2 separate regions of the Cricetulus griseus genome follow, and region 2 is linked to region 1. The links are chromatin contacts, called in public Hi-C maps. All regions are on one chromosome and are shown on one strand. The core of a region is the stretch at or near the end of the contact, and the rest is flanking DNA. Distances in the headings are between cores, read along the strand shown. Region 1 holds the start of Cab39 (calcium-binding protein 39). Region 2 overlaps Cab39 (calcium-binding protein 39).

What was found. Hi-C and Micro-C count contacts between places; a contact is called where the count stands out from the background.
Region 2: a contact with region 1 is called in a Hi-C map of fibroblasts, with 3 times the contacts expected there. The contact joins the enhancer-like site here to the promoter of Cab39 in region 1. A contact is called at or near these places in 3 of 8 Hi-C or Micro-C datasets (the CHO-K1 cell line, fibroblasts and liver).

Annotation. Positions count from the first base shown.
Region 1 is chr2:437,465,323-437,472,469 of CriGri-PICRH-1.0, reverse strand. It overlaps Cab39 (calcium-binding protein 39), which reads right to left and starts at 3,598. Exons shown (of 9, transcript XM_027397438.2): 1 at 3,464-3,598.
Region 2 is chr2:437,519,534-437,526,680 of CriGri-PICRH-1.0, reverse strand. It overlaps Cab39 (calcium-binding protein 39), which reads right to left. Exons shown (of 9, transcript XM_027397438.2): 3 at 5,867-6,031; 4 at 3,900-4,018. Among named protein-coding and RNA genes, the nearest start is that of Itm2c, 51 kb to the left of the region's middle. Within about 2 kb of position 3,125, at least 4 of the 6 cell types and tissues checked have open chromatin away from gene starts, as enhancers often do. A contact at or near this core is called in the CHO-K1 cell line and fibroblasts, where this site is marked.

The sequences.
Region 1 (7,147 bases), core at 2,349-4,848:
AGTATATACATTCACATAAGACAAATAATAAAACCAAACCCATTTAGTAACTGGACTTTTCAAACTATTTCACATTAATCATATGAAAACCAAAGTCTGCAGGGTATGGTGGCACACATCTGTAACCCCAGTATCTGACTAAAGCAGAAAGATTACCACAAATTCTAGGCCAGCCTAGGCAACAAAGTTAAATTCAGGCCAGTCTGAGGTTCTGAATGAGACCCTGTCTCAAAAAAACAGGAACAGGCCGGACTTTGGTGGTGCATGCCTTTAATCCCAGCACTCGGGAGTCAGGGGCAGGCAGATCTCTGGTCTATAAGCTCCAGGACAGCCTCCAAAGCCACAGAGAAACCCTGTCTCAAAAAACAAAAACAAACAAACAAGACAGGAACAAAGATGGGTGGTGGTGGTACATGCTTTTAATTCCAGCACTCGGGAGGCAGAGGCTGGTAGCGGAGTTCAAGGTCAGCCTGTCTCTGAACCCTGTCTCTGAGGGGAAAAAAAAAAAAAAAAAAAAAACTACTTTATTATCTCATTTTCTATGTTATTTAGAAAAAGAAACAGGGACTGTAAAAATACATTTTAGAATGGAAAACTGATTTTAGAATGTAAATAGCTGATTTAATAAGGGACCTACAGTCTAAAATGCCAATAAAACTAAACTAAGCTACCTTAAAATTAAAAAAGCCCCCCCATGTCAACCTATCATTTCACTGAGAAATTTCTTATGACAATAGGAAACATATTCAGCCTGAATCTTCCTAATGTCATAATAAAAAAGCAGTTACCTCTGTGGTCAGCCCTAGCACAGAGGTATCTTTAATAGTAGGTAGAGGATAGGAAGGGCCACAGCATTACAGTGTATGGGAGACAGTGTGTTAGCCATGGATGTAATCTTTTCACACACCCTTCTTCTAAGGAAAACGTTAAAAACTGTGTACATATGTGGGAATGTGAACACAAGCTCTGGTGTCAGTGGAAGACAAGAGTGGGGTGGAGCTGCTGGAGCTACACAGGCAGTTGTGAACTGAACTGGATTCTAGAAACACAACAGAGACAGAACTGAGGTCCTCTGCAAGAGCAGTGCACACTCTTAACCACTGAGCCATCTCTCCCTGCCCTTGGTGCCCTTCTAAAAGTACGTCTGCTATGTGCTCTTCTATATGTTGCCAAATAAAAATATATTAAATAAGTAGCAATGAGGTCCAAACTTTGAAGAGAAGCTAATAAATACACTTCAAACAAGAAACTGTAAGTAAAAATGCAACCTTGTCAGGTAAAAGGCACTTGGGAAAGCTTCCAGATTCATGCCTGCAATCCCAGCATTTAGGAAGCTGAACTGGTAGAACTATCTGGAGTTTTGAAGCTAGCGTGGCCTCCACATCAAGTTCCAGGACAGCCTGGGCCAGAGTAAGATGGTGTCTCAAAATACCAATAAATAAACAAACAAATAAATGCACAGTATGTTTCTTTATGTAAAGAAAATATACATATTAAAAGACCAAAAAAGGAAATATGCAAAATTGCTGATAGCAACAAAATCTAAGTGGTAGGATTAAGACAACAACAACAACAACAACAGCCCAGTGGTTTTTATAATTCTAGCACCTGGAAGTCCAAAATAGGAGGATGGCAAGTTGCGAAGGACCTGAGCTACACAGTAAGACCCTGTTTCTAAAGATGGGTGTGGGGTGGGGAGATAGGGAAGTAGAGAAAGGAGAGATGGGCTCCTACTTCCACATTTCAAAGAGCATGTCTTTAAAAAGGAGAGAGAGAGACAGAGAGACAGAGAGAGATAGAGAGAGAGGGTCTCACTGTGTATCTATCTGTCTGGCCTGGAGTTCCTTATGAAGACTAGGTTGGCCTCATGCTCAGAGATCGCCCAGCCTCTGCCTCCCAAGCCCTGAACTAAAATGTACACCACTACCATCAACTATATCATGACTTACTTTGATAAAGGAAAATGTAAAAGTGAAAAAAGCAAGTATTTCCTTGCTCATACAAGAGTTTACTAAGCCAATAATAACTTCTAAGTCAATTCCACAAGCTATATACTGTACGCTTCCAGCAGTTACTAATTACTTGCTAGTTTGTGGGGGTTTTTTTAATTTATGAAATAGAGCTTAAAAACTTTCACTTCGGGCTCTCCAATATTTTCATAACTAAAAACAAAAATTTAACCCTTTTAACAAAGGGTGTATGTTCAACTGTCTGTCTGTTTAAGCTATTGCTAACAATTTTTAAAAATTTTTATAAATTGGCAGTTTAAATTTCAATTCCCACACACAGGTCCAGAAGTTCTGATGCAATTTTAAAGAACTCGCTAACACGGAACACCTTGTGTGTGCAGAGGTGGTTAGTTTAGGCACCTCTTCCCATAACTTCTGACAAAAGGTATTTTCCTTGGCTTGGCCATAGATTTACTTAAATATCCAGGAAGCTGTCAAAAATCGATCTCAAACGGCATTATACTTAAGGAACAATGTCAACTCCTGACTGTGGCCTTCTCTGCTCTGTCTTTCACGAGAGCGCCTTTAATGTGCCCTAGCATACATTTCCGGCTTCATGAGTCACTGAAAAATGAGTTCTAAGTTTTCCGTGGAAGGTCGCTCAAACAGCTCCTCTACACCATTCAAAGATCTGACCCCCAACTGCCTCTCTAGACTACCCCGCCGATCGCGGCACTCGACGATGGAATTAGCAACATTCCCATGCTCTTTGTACCTTTGTCCTCTACAGCTTGGTTGCCCCTCCACGCCCTTCTCTGCAACCTCCTTCTCCCAAATCCAATCGAGCCTTCCAGACCCGGTTTAGCACCGCCTCGCCCAGGAAACCTCCCAGATTCGTGGGAAGGCGGAAACAAACGATCGACAGGTCTGGTCTTCCCCGAACACCTTTCCAGCAATTGGTAGTTCCTCAACAGGACTTATCTGTCCCCCTCCTGCCTGGTATCGTGGCTATTTGTGTACTCGTCTTATCTCTCACATCACGACGTTAAAGCTCCCCAAGGGAGGCCACCTCCCGGCCCGGTTCACCTCGGAGTCGCTACGGCACCGGCACGCAGTCGGCGCTTTGGATTGCTCCAACCGAACCCGGGAACGCGCCGAACGCACAATTCCTAGCCAGAAATCAGTTAGGCATTTTCCTGAATGGTTCCCTGTAAAGACAGTGCCCGCGTCCCGCTAACAGAGAGGCTGCGCGGAGCTCGGGGACTAGGTGCTCCAAGTCCCCGGCGCGGCGGGAGTGACAGCTGGCCGGACCAGCTCTCCTCAGGTCAGCCGCAGCCCCGGCCGGCAGGGCCCGGGAGCCTAGTACCGGCGAAGACAGGGGCGGTGCCCGGAGCTCCGGCTGACCCGGGCCGCTCCCCGCCGCGCCGCTGCCGCCGCCACCCGGGAAAATGGAGGCGGGCGCGGGCGGAAGCGGCGGGCGTCCGCGTCGCGAGCAGGGCCGGGCCGGGACTCACGGGGCTGGGCCGGGCCAGGGAGCTCCCTCTCCTTGTCGTCGCCGTCCCCGTCCTCGGCCGCCGCCGCCTCGGGCTGCTCGCTCGGTCCCCGCGGCGCGGCTCGGGCGCTCCGGCCCTCCGTTGTCCTCCGCCCGCAGCTGCTCCCGGCGACGGGCTCCCGCGGCGGGCGGCGGCGGCGGCGGCTGCGCGGGCGGACGGTGGCCCAGGCGGTTCCCGCGGTGGCCGCCGCGCTGTTGCGCTCGGTGTGGATGCGGCTGTGGCTCTGAGGCCCGGCACCGCCTTCGCCTCTGAGGTCTCCTCCGCCTTCGCGCGGCTCCTGAAGCCCCGGACTCTCTCAGGCCGCGCGGCTCCTGGCGCCCCGCGCCCAGCTCCTGCTCGAGCCCGGCTTTGACGTGCGCACTGCGCAGCCGCCGAAGGTGCGACGTCGGGCGGCGCTGCAGCGCCCTCTGCAGCCTCGGGCGCCCCCGGGCGCCCGGGAGGACTCAGGACGCCTGAAACGCAGGCGAGAGAAGAGCTGGGGTCACAGAAAAAAGCTTCAGAAGCCAATGTGCTCCCCCCTCCCCCCCACCCTCTTGCTGGTTGGTACTCAGCACCCTCCTGGACGTCTGAGCCCTTTTCCTGGAGGAACACACGCTCGCTTCCTCAAGTCTTAAAACTTCATTTCTGTGGAGGGCTCGAAAATGTTCAAAAGGATTCTTTCATGTCTGCAACTTCATTTTAACATCTCCTGACAGAAACAAACAAAAAAGTGATGTTCCCAAGAAATAGGATTCAACCAAGGTACAAATCCTACTTCCAGAGAGAGTGTAGCAGTACATGCTGGTAATTCCAGGGCTAATCCAAGTGAACTCAGGATTAGGAGTTCAAGGTCAGCCTATGCTATGAAGGTCCGGGCCAACCTGGGCTGTGTGAAACCCTGTCTCAAATAAATAAATAAATAAATAAATAAATAAATAAATAAATAAATCGCCTTCGATCCCAGCACTGGGTTGGCAGAGGCAGGTGGATCTCTGTGAGTTCGAGACCAGCCTGGTCTACAAGAGCTAGTTCCAGGACAGTCTCCAAAGCCACAGAGAAACCCTGTCCCAAAACCCCCACTCCCCACCCACCCCCCAAAAAGAAAGGAAGGTGATAATAGCCTCCTGTGATGACGTCTCTACCTGAGAAAGGGAAGCTATTCGTAGGATTTGGAGCTGGAAAGGGGCAGGTTTTGACATTTTGAAGGGTTTTTTGATCACTGTGACTGAGGTATGAAGATGTGACTAAACGGGCCTGAGGAATTCCACAAGCACAGTAGTTAGAGGCTGTTGAAGCCCTCTAGTAGGGTTGGAGGGGTCGAGTACTGATCTTGTCTAGAATGTGGTAGGTTCTAAGAGAGACCAGACCAAGAGGAGGGAGACCACGAGGGTGACACACGCCTATTGTGTCGCATGCACCAGAGAATACCACTCAGTCATGGGTTCAAGCCAGTAGAAAAATCTTTATTAGGAGCCGGTGACTACACTGGGTATTCAGGACCAAAGTGCAGTCCCAAGCCTTTCTCAGGATGGGCTTTTAAGCACAAAAATAATATCCTGGGTTACACACCTCAGTTAACAAGAACAGTTAGCCAGAAGCAGAACTACAGAAGCCAAAAAGCAAGGACTTTCCCAGAACTATAGATAGACTTTGATGGATTAGGTCTTTGTTCTCATTTTGGCTGATGTTGCTGCCTATGTCCTGGGTTTAAGACCCGAATAGCACTTCCATCGTGGTGTCAGTTGTAAACAGGACCTGTTTTACTATAATCCCAGTACTAGGGAAGTGGGGGCTGCAAATTTGAGGCTAGCCTGATCTACATAGTGAGTTCCAGGGTTCCAGGACCACATAGAAAGAGCTTGTCTCAACCCATCCCCGTGTGTGTGTGTGTGTGTGTGTGTGTGTGTGTGTGTGTGTGTGTGTGTGTAAATCAGGTATAGTAGTGCACACCTGTAATCCTAGCACCTGAGGGTGGAAGGGAGAATGAAAAAACCAAGGTTATTCTTGATGTTTCGGGGTGACCATGTCTCAAAAAACAAACAAAAAAAAATCAGTATGTTAACACTTAAAATCTATTCAACCAAGCTTAGTTCATCTCAAACATCCTGAAAACTTCTAGGGAAAACTAGGCAAACTCTCTAAGAGGCCTTCAAGTTTTGGAGGGCAGTTGACAAGAGTTGTCCTGCACCTCCTCTCTCTAACTGTGGAGGGGTGGAAGGTGGGTGTAGCCTTTGGCCTTTTGCAAGTGAAATTCATGGGACAACAAATGTTACCTAATTCTGAAACTCAGCTCGCTAAAGACTCTGCTTCCCACATAGTTCTGGGTGTGTTGTCACTCTTTTGTTTGTTTATAAGACTTTTGTTAGTGGTGTTTGTTTGTTGGCACAAGGTCTTATTTCATAGCCCTAGCTGGTCTGAGATTTACTTTGTAGACTAGGCTGGCTCGAACTCACAGAAATTATCTGCCTCTGCCTCCTGCGTGCTGATATCACGAAGTGCATTATCCCACCGGACTCTCTTCAGTTTGGGGGTTTTGTTGTCGTTGTTGTTGTTGTTGTTTGGTTTTTAGAGACGGGATTTCTCTGTATTGCTTTGAATGTTGTCCTGGGCAACAGGCTGGCCTAGACCAGGCTGGCCTCAAACTCACAGAGATCTGATTGCCTCTGCCTCATGAGTGCTGAGATTAAAGGCATGCACCATCACTCTCTTTGTTTTAAGATGAAAGTTTTGTTTTCATTTCTGTTGTATCCACAAAAACATGCCAAGACTCAGTTTCCCATAGAATAAAAGAATGTGTAGGGTGGATAATTCCATGTGCAGAGTTGGGACTCCTTTGCTTGATAGCTCAGACTCGCATTCCTTATTAACCTGTTAACTTGGATAAACCTACAACAGCTAAGAATTCTACCAGCAAGACAGTAGAAATTTCCAGAACAGGGATTGTTAACAAATTCTAATTTGTATTTGGCCACTTGAATTTATACCGCAAAGATATTTTCCATATTCTGTTGGGGGTCTCTGGAAAGCTGTTTCTACTAAACTATTTCTCTGTACATGCTACTGCTTTCTGGAAAGTTCTCCATCTTCATCTTGAAACTTTCTCAGGGGTCCTTTGTTTTCCTATGCTGTGTCCACAGAACACAGGGTCGTAAGTCTGGGCTGTTGTCATTGTCTCCTCCTGTGATCTTCCATCATCCTCTTCTCCCTTTCCGGGGCTGGGCTAGCTACAGGATAGAGGCACTTCCCTGCCTTAATTAGACCATCTAGGAAAGGACTTTGGAGCCTGACTCATCGCTTCCCTCCCACCCCACCCAGAGCCTTCACTCACCTGGCTATGCCATTGCAGCTCCTCCTATTGGATCCAGGCCTCTCACACGCTGTCCCAATGACCTTCACTTCCACTCCACTCAGCAGCCATTAGCTAGCCCTGCCCTGACACTGCAGTTTCCAGAATGGCTCTGCTCCTGAAGTTTGAACTCTACAGCACTCCCCTTTGCTTCCTTTCTCGTCCACCCACCTGTCCACACCCTCAGACTCACCGAACCTGTTCCGAATCTCACTAGAATTTGTTTATTTGACATGCTTCTTGAGAGTAAGTGATAACCTCCAATGATGGGAACGAAGCATTGGCTGATACGTAGTCGCACTCAGCATCCAGCAAAGACA
Region 2 (7,147 bases), core at 1,876-4,375, 55 kb before region 1:
TCAGGACACTTTCTTCTGTCTAGGTAAGTTCTCAGTTCTCTGTAACTCTTATTGTAAGATCCTTTCCTTTTACCGACCCTTGCAAACCCCACTTACCCTCTGAAATCCTGTAGTCTTAACTTGTTGCCTAGCAGCACTACCCTTGTCCTTTCATTGTACATATGCTCAACAGATCCAAAACCAGAGCAGGACTACATGCATTCTTCTGCCTCAGTGAGGGCATGGCACTCAGCATGCTGACTGGCTCTTATTTGATTAAAATTTCTGTTTACAAGATAGCTGATCACACTATTAATCTTGCTTATCTCTAATAAACAGGAGACTAACAGGACAAGTGTTAAGGCAGTCTGGTACAAGTTTGGCAGGTTTTAATGGGAGTTTGTCAAGCTTGTCTCAATGATTAAACCATAAGCCAGCGAGTACAAGGCAAACAGTTATGCTGTACAACCTGCTAACATTAGGTTAATGGAGATCACATTAGATTTTAAATAGCCATTAAAATTCTACTGTTTCCAAATCCAGGCCAATGATAGTACTTCCCATATGCACACTAGAATTATCAGCACAACCAGCCAACGACAGGTTATCTTCAAAGGTGCTTCTTAAAGAATGCTACAGGTCAGACAAGAATCATATAAAATGAGTGAGGAGCAGAAAGCAAAGAAGCCATCACAGGACAATTGGGCTCTGCCCAAAGAACAAAGGAACCAACCAAAGGAGCACACAGTGGCCTAAGATGGGACAACTTAAATTGTAAAAAGTAAGGTGGGGCTGGAGAGATGGATCAGTAGTTAAGAGCACTGCTTGTTCTTACAAAGGTCCTGAGTTCAAATCCCGGCAACTACATGGTAGCTCACAACCATCTGTAATGAGATCTGGTGCCCTCCTCTAGCCTGCAGTCAACATGCAGGCAAAACACCGTACACATAATATATAAATACATAAATAAATGTTTTAAAAAAATGAAATAAAAAGGTAATGTTTACAATGGAATAAAACGTATCTGTGATGGTTAATATACTGAAAGTCAACTCAAAAGGATAAGAATCAGCTAAGAGGCCAGCCTCTCAGCACACCTGTGAGGAACAATCTAGACTAGGTTAGCCTCTGGGCATGCTTATGAGGGAGTACCCAGATTATGTGAGATGGGAAGACTGCCACTCCATGAGTTGGGCCTTCAATCTTGAACCAAATAAAAAGATGAAAGTGGGCTGTGTATCAGCACTCATCACTTTCTGCTTCCTGACTGTGGTACAATGTGATAGCCGCTTCAAGCTCCTTCCACTGTGGCTTCCCACTACACCCAACTGTGACTACAAAGTCAAACCCTTCCTTCCTTAAGTTGCTTTTGTCAGGGTATTTACTATAGCAACAGGAAAAGTAACTGATACAACACCCAATATCTGAGTTAATAATAACAATGCTTAAACAATATATTCAATGCTTATCCAAGTTAGTGGCTAGAGCACCAATGAATTGAAATAATGGCACTGGCTTTCCCCATACAGATTCTATCTGGAGATAGCAAAGTTCATCACTGTGGAGAGGTTCTGCTTTATGGAAGAAAAACATTTAATTGGAAGAAGCAATACCAAAATCTACAGTGAACTCTTATTTATTGATTGATTGATTGATTGGAGGCAGGGACTTGCTATGTAGAACTGAAAGGCATCAAACTCATGGAGATCTATCTGCCTCTGCCTTCCAACTGTTATGATTACAAACAGCCTGTGACACCACACTTGGCCTAGTAAAATTTTAAACTAGGATAATATCCCTGGTATATATAAAAATCATTAGATTAAAGTTTGATAGCAAACTTCAAAATGAACATGATTACATTTCAGTGTGACAATGGGTACCAGTAACAGGTGGCAGGCAGTACATGGCCTCACTCTGAGGAACTCATGCATTGCTCAAGACAAATCTAAATCTTAACCACTGTTCCAAGGGATGAAAGATGGTGAAACATGCTAAATAAAGCCACAGGAATGAAAATTTAAAATACATGACTAAAACAATAATTTTCAGACACCCAGTCTCACTATGGAGCTCAGGCTAGCCTATTAAACTTTCTATGCAGCACAACAAAATGACTTCGACCTTGGAGGAGTCTCCTAAGTGACGGTATAGACATGTGTCATCACACTCTACTAAAGTAAGTAGTTTCTACAGAACAAATGACCCAGTTGCTTAACAAATTACATACATTTTTAGAAAATGAGGAGATTAACTATTATAGATTAGTAGAAAGCTAAGAGTTTTATCCATAAAACTCAGTTTGTAGACGTTAAAAAAAAAAAAACAATTTAAACAAACTCATTTTGTTACAATCAAGGAAATACAAAAGGCTGGACACTGGATTGTACCAGGTGTGTAGAAGGTATTGTGGTTTTTATAGCCTGCATGGTACACACACTGTATATGCATGATGGACATGGATGACCAATGCAGTCAAATTGTAAGCAAGAAAGAATAAGGACCACAGCAAGTAGGAATGGCATAAGGTTAATGACTCTGATGAGGGGTGTTGGGCAGGGAAGTTTTGCTGTCTTTTCTTTAGGGCTGTATGCTCAACTCCCTATAGACTGTAATGGAAGGGATGTGAGGATGGGTCCCTAGCCAAGCTCCAGCCTCAGGCTTTTCCTTCTTGCCTCTGGCTGAGAATTCTACTCTGACCAGCTCAGATGAGAGTTTTAAATATTAAACTATCCTTCAAAAGTCTTATTTTAGCCTAGAGTGACAGCTCACACTTTTAATCTTACCATTCAGAAAGCAGAAGTAGGTGGATCTTATGAGGACAGCAAGGGTTATATATTGAAACACTAGTTGTTTTGTTTTTTTAATACACTGTCTAAAAATATTTACATCAAAACTGTCATGAAATAATAGAAAGTGTTAACTAATTTATAGATTTTAATAAGCCTCTGGCTTCAATAACACAGTTCTAACACCACCTAAATTTCAGGGTACTTACACAGCACGTTTCCACAGGGACATGGGACTGATACAACAAAAGTTCTGCACAGCAACACATGAAGAAACAACATGGATGGGTAGAACAGAAAGGAGGAAGCAGGATGTTGGCATGTGACATGTCACTGACTCATGCTTTGTCTAAGCAAGTCTGAACTTGGGGGAAGTATTAAACCACAGAGATACAAATCCACATGAGGTAAGCTGTAAAGCTATGGGGAGGGGAGCAAGCTGATTCCCACCAGCAGTCATGCCAGTAATATGCTTGCCCACTAGTTTAGCAGAACACTGCCAGTGCTGGGAGGATCTCAAGAGCTGGCAAGCACTGCTGACTGACTGACTACCTTGCTAGCCAGGAAGGCTCAGTCCTGGGATAGAAGACCTCTTCATTTTTGTTAAACTTAGATCTTAGTTTTTAAAATTTTGTTTCTGAAATGGACAACCACACACATCATGAATGCCTGCTAGCCCAGGAGTAACTCCAGAAAATGCACAGTGCTGACCCCATAGCGCATGTTCTGCTGAATGAAGGTAAGGAGCACGCATGCCCCACTAGGAGGCTCCCACTGCTGTGAGGTGTGCATGCAGGTCAGGAGGGAGGCGGTATCCTTGGACTCATGACTTGGCTGGGATTTCAATGGACTGTCAACTGTTTCAATCTTACAGACAAAACTAGGGCTTTATTTCTTTCCTAAGGGCTCAGAATTCACCCATTGTAAGTATACATCTACAGGGCATGTTTGTGTTAGTTTAGTTTACAGGTCAAAACTTAAGGGCAATATGTTCAAGAGCTACAGAAAAGTTAAGATAAAACTAAGATAAAATCTTCCCATATTCACCAGCCTGGTTATCTTTCCCCACCCAAACAATTTTTTCCTTTTTATTTTCAACTAAGAATATAAACTTTATCACGTTGTACATACCCTTTCAATAACATGAACAAAATATTCTGTTGGGTGCAGATGTATTCAACAGTAGGAGTTCTTGTACCAATTTGTCTTCTGAGAATATTGTTGAAAATTTGAGCCACGTCTTTTTTGCCCTATTAGGAATACAATCATTAAAATATTTACCTGTCTAAATATTAAAATGTCCATCCACCCTTCAATATAAAGTCAAAGAGCCATTGTGTATTAGTTATGACTGAGTATCTGACTTTACAACATTTGTAGACATGAAAATTCTTATTTTATCTAGTTATAATCCCAAATTTTTGGTTTTAATAGTGCACACTTTTTTTAAACACAAGTTTATGAACGAAGTGAAATCTCATCACAATTCACAAGTGTTTCAACTACCACTAATGCTCAGAAGCACACTCACTCAGTATGGAAGCAGATGCTGACAGCACACTTACCACCTATATGGATATGAACCTACACAAGTGGATAGTTCTGTTGTGAATAATACAGCGTGTACACTTTCTTTTACAGAAATGGAAAGGGGGGAGACTGTACTCTCAGTGTAATGATGTCAGAGAATTCTGTAAAAAGCTGAGCTTTAATAGCAAGCAGATAAATTCTATTCAACAATGTCACATAGGAAAAACTTAAACTATATTAATAACAAAAGCACTAAGTGTCACGATACAGTAGTTCAAAGATGAGAACTTTACAAACACCACTGCACAGAACAGACAGACCATCTACTGAACCTTAACAATCAGAAAGCTGCCAAAGAAATTAATAAAGGAGAACTGGCCCCCAACAGATGTTTCAGAACAGCCACTGTCACGAGGCTGAGGAAGCCAGAGCACTGAAGCCCATGGACAGATCATCCTGGGGCCTGTGTTGGCTGGCTCCGGTGCAATAATGGTAATTTCTCCAAATCAGTCCCATGGTACACACTAAAAAAAAAAAAGAAGAAGAAGAAAAAAAAAAAAGGAAAGAAAAACCAAACTAAACCAACCAAACAAACAAACAAAAAAACCTGTTGCCTCTGAAGTCTCAAATAAATATTAAATTCAGTGTCCAGTTTAGGGAACAAAATGGGTAGAGACAAAGGAGATCAGATATTCCAAATGCACCCCTCAAGCTAACAGAGAAAATAAACGGTTAGAATTTGATAAACCATTAAAAATACATAAAATCAAACGTATATCTTAGTTCTATCTTCTCTACAGCAGGACAAAAATGTTTATTTTTCTTTATTTTAAGGACTATTGAAGTAACCACCCTTCCCTTTGTCAAACTATATTATATCATCCTCCTTCCCACCCAAACCTGCACAGACATCCAGCACTCATGACAGCCAGAGTGGCTGCTTGTGACCATGTAGAGATCATTGTATCTATGCTTTTCGGGCTGGAATCAAGGGCCATTATCATCATGAACTCACTATACACCTAACATGTCATGATCCAACTGCAGAAGCTGAGGCAACAAAATGGGAGTAAGCAGGTCCCCAGAGAAAGCAAGCTGTGCTGCCTGCAGCTAGACCAAGAGTGGTGGTTGTTCTGCTCCAGCACAGGGGTCAACCAGTACAGACCCAGTTACCAGAGACAAATTTTACAAGAGTCAGAATGCAGAACTGTGAATAAAATCTGTGACTTCAACATTACATTAAGTGAAAAATTTAAAAGCAGTGCTGAGCAAGCACAAGACACAAAATACATGATCATTGCACTAATGGACATTTTTTAGGATTTTCTAACATTCTACAACTTTCTTTAAATTGCTTGTTCCTTAACCCAGAACAGCTGTTTATGAAATACAACCTAAACAAAAGAGCATCACAAACACCCTAAAAACTTCACAAACACTGTGGTGAAATGTGCATACAAAGGTCAGGAGTCCCTGGGTCAACTGGGATCTTAAAATGTTCCAAAGGACAGAATGTATGAAAGAGGACCACAAAAATGTTTCTGAAGATTGAGAAACACATTTCTTACCTCAAAGTCAATGAGCTGTAAATCAGCTACCAGAGTGCTAAGGAGTCCACTATTGTACAGCTCTTGAGCCAGCTGAGCTACCGCTTCTGTCTGAGGTTCTTTCTCATTTGTGCCGTACAGAATTTCTTTCATGGCAACCAAATTTTTGGAAACTTCTTCTGTAGCCTGATTTTGGGAAGAAGGTGTACAAGAGAAAAACAACTCATTTAACAACACATACATGCCACATTTGTGTTAGCTAAAATCCATTTCTGTATTATCTACTCTCAGAATGTGTGCAAGCTCCATCTCTGTCCTCAGTAGCTGGACACTGTACATGTGTACACAAGAAGAGAAGCATACACTACTCAAGGGAGGGAGACTTGTACTGAGTATAAAATGGAAACCTAGCTAAAGTACAGTAGAAACAGGAATGACAAAGCTGGGTTCCTCCTCAAGCTCAGAAAAGCACTATGAAAGTGGCATAAGAACTGGCGGGGGTGGTGTGTGTGTGTGTGTGTGTGTGTGTGTGTGTGTGTGTGTGTGTGTGTGTGTGTGTGTGTGTGTGTGTGTGTGTGTGTGTGTTGTGTGTGTGTGTGTGTGTGTGTGTGTGTGTGTGTGTGTGTGTGTGTGTGTGTGTGTGTGTGTGTGTGTGTGTGTGTGTGTGTGTGTGTGTGTGTGTGGTGTGTGATTAACCACCAAGTATCAGGAAACATGAGCAGTACAAGACAGAGATGAGGAAAAGGGGAAAGTACAGGGTCTATATTGTATTACAGTTTGGATCTGAAGTATCCCTTAAAAGACGCATGGATGGAAATACAAGCAACCAAAAGAAATGACACTGATAATAGAATGAAAAAAAAAAAACCACAAAAAAACCCCACTTTAACTGTATGCCACACATTCAAGAAAAATCAAAGAATTAAATAGAGCAACTCAAGACATAGAAGACTTAGAAACAGAAGCTATAATATTTGAGGTTAAAACTAGAGTGGATATGAACAGCAAAGAAAAACACTGCAAAGATGAGCAGCAGTAACTATACAAAAACCATGGGGGTGGTGAAGTAGAGGGGGACAACACGTCTGTGAGCTTCAGGGTAACTTAGAGTAATATATAACTATAGTCCCCAAAGCAGGGCAAAGGGCAGACAAAATATTGGAAAATGTGACGAATGAACACTATTCTGAATTTGCCAGGTGCACACCTTTAATCCTAGCACTTGGGAGGTAGAGCCAGGCAGATGTCTGTGAGTTCGAGACCAGGCATCTCTACATAGTTCCAAGATAGTGAGGACTATAT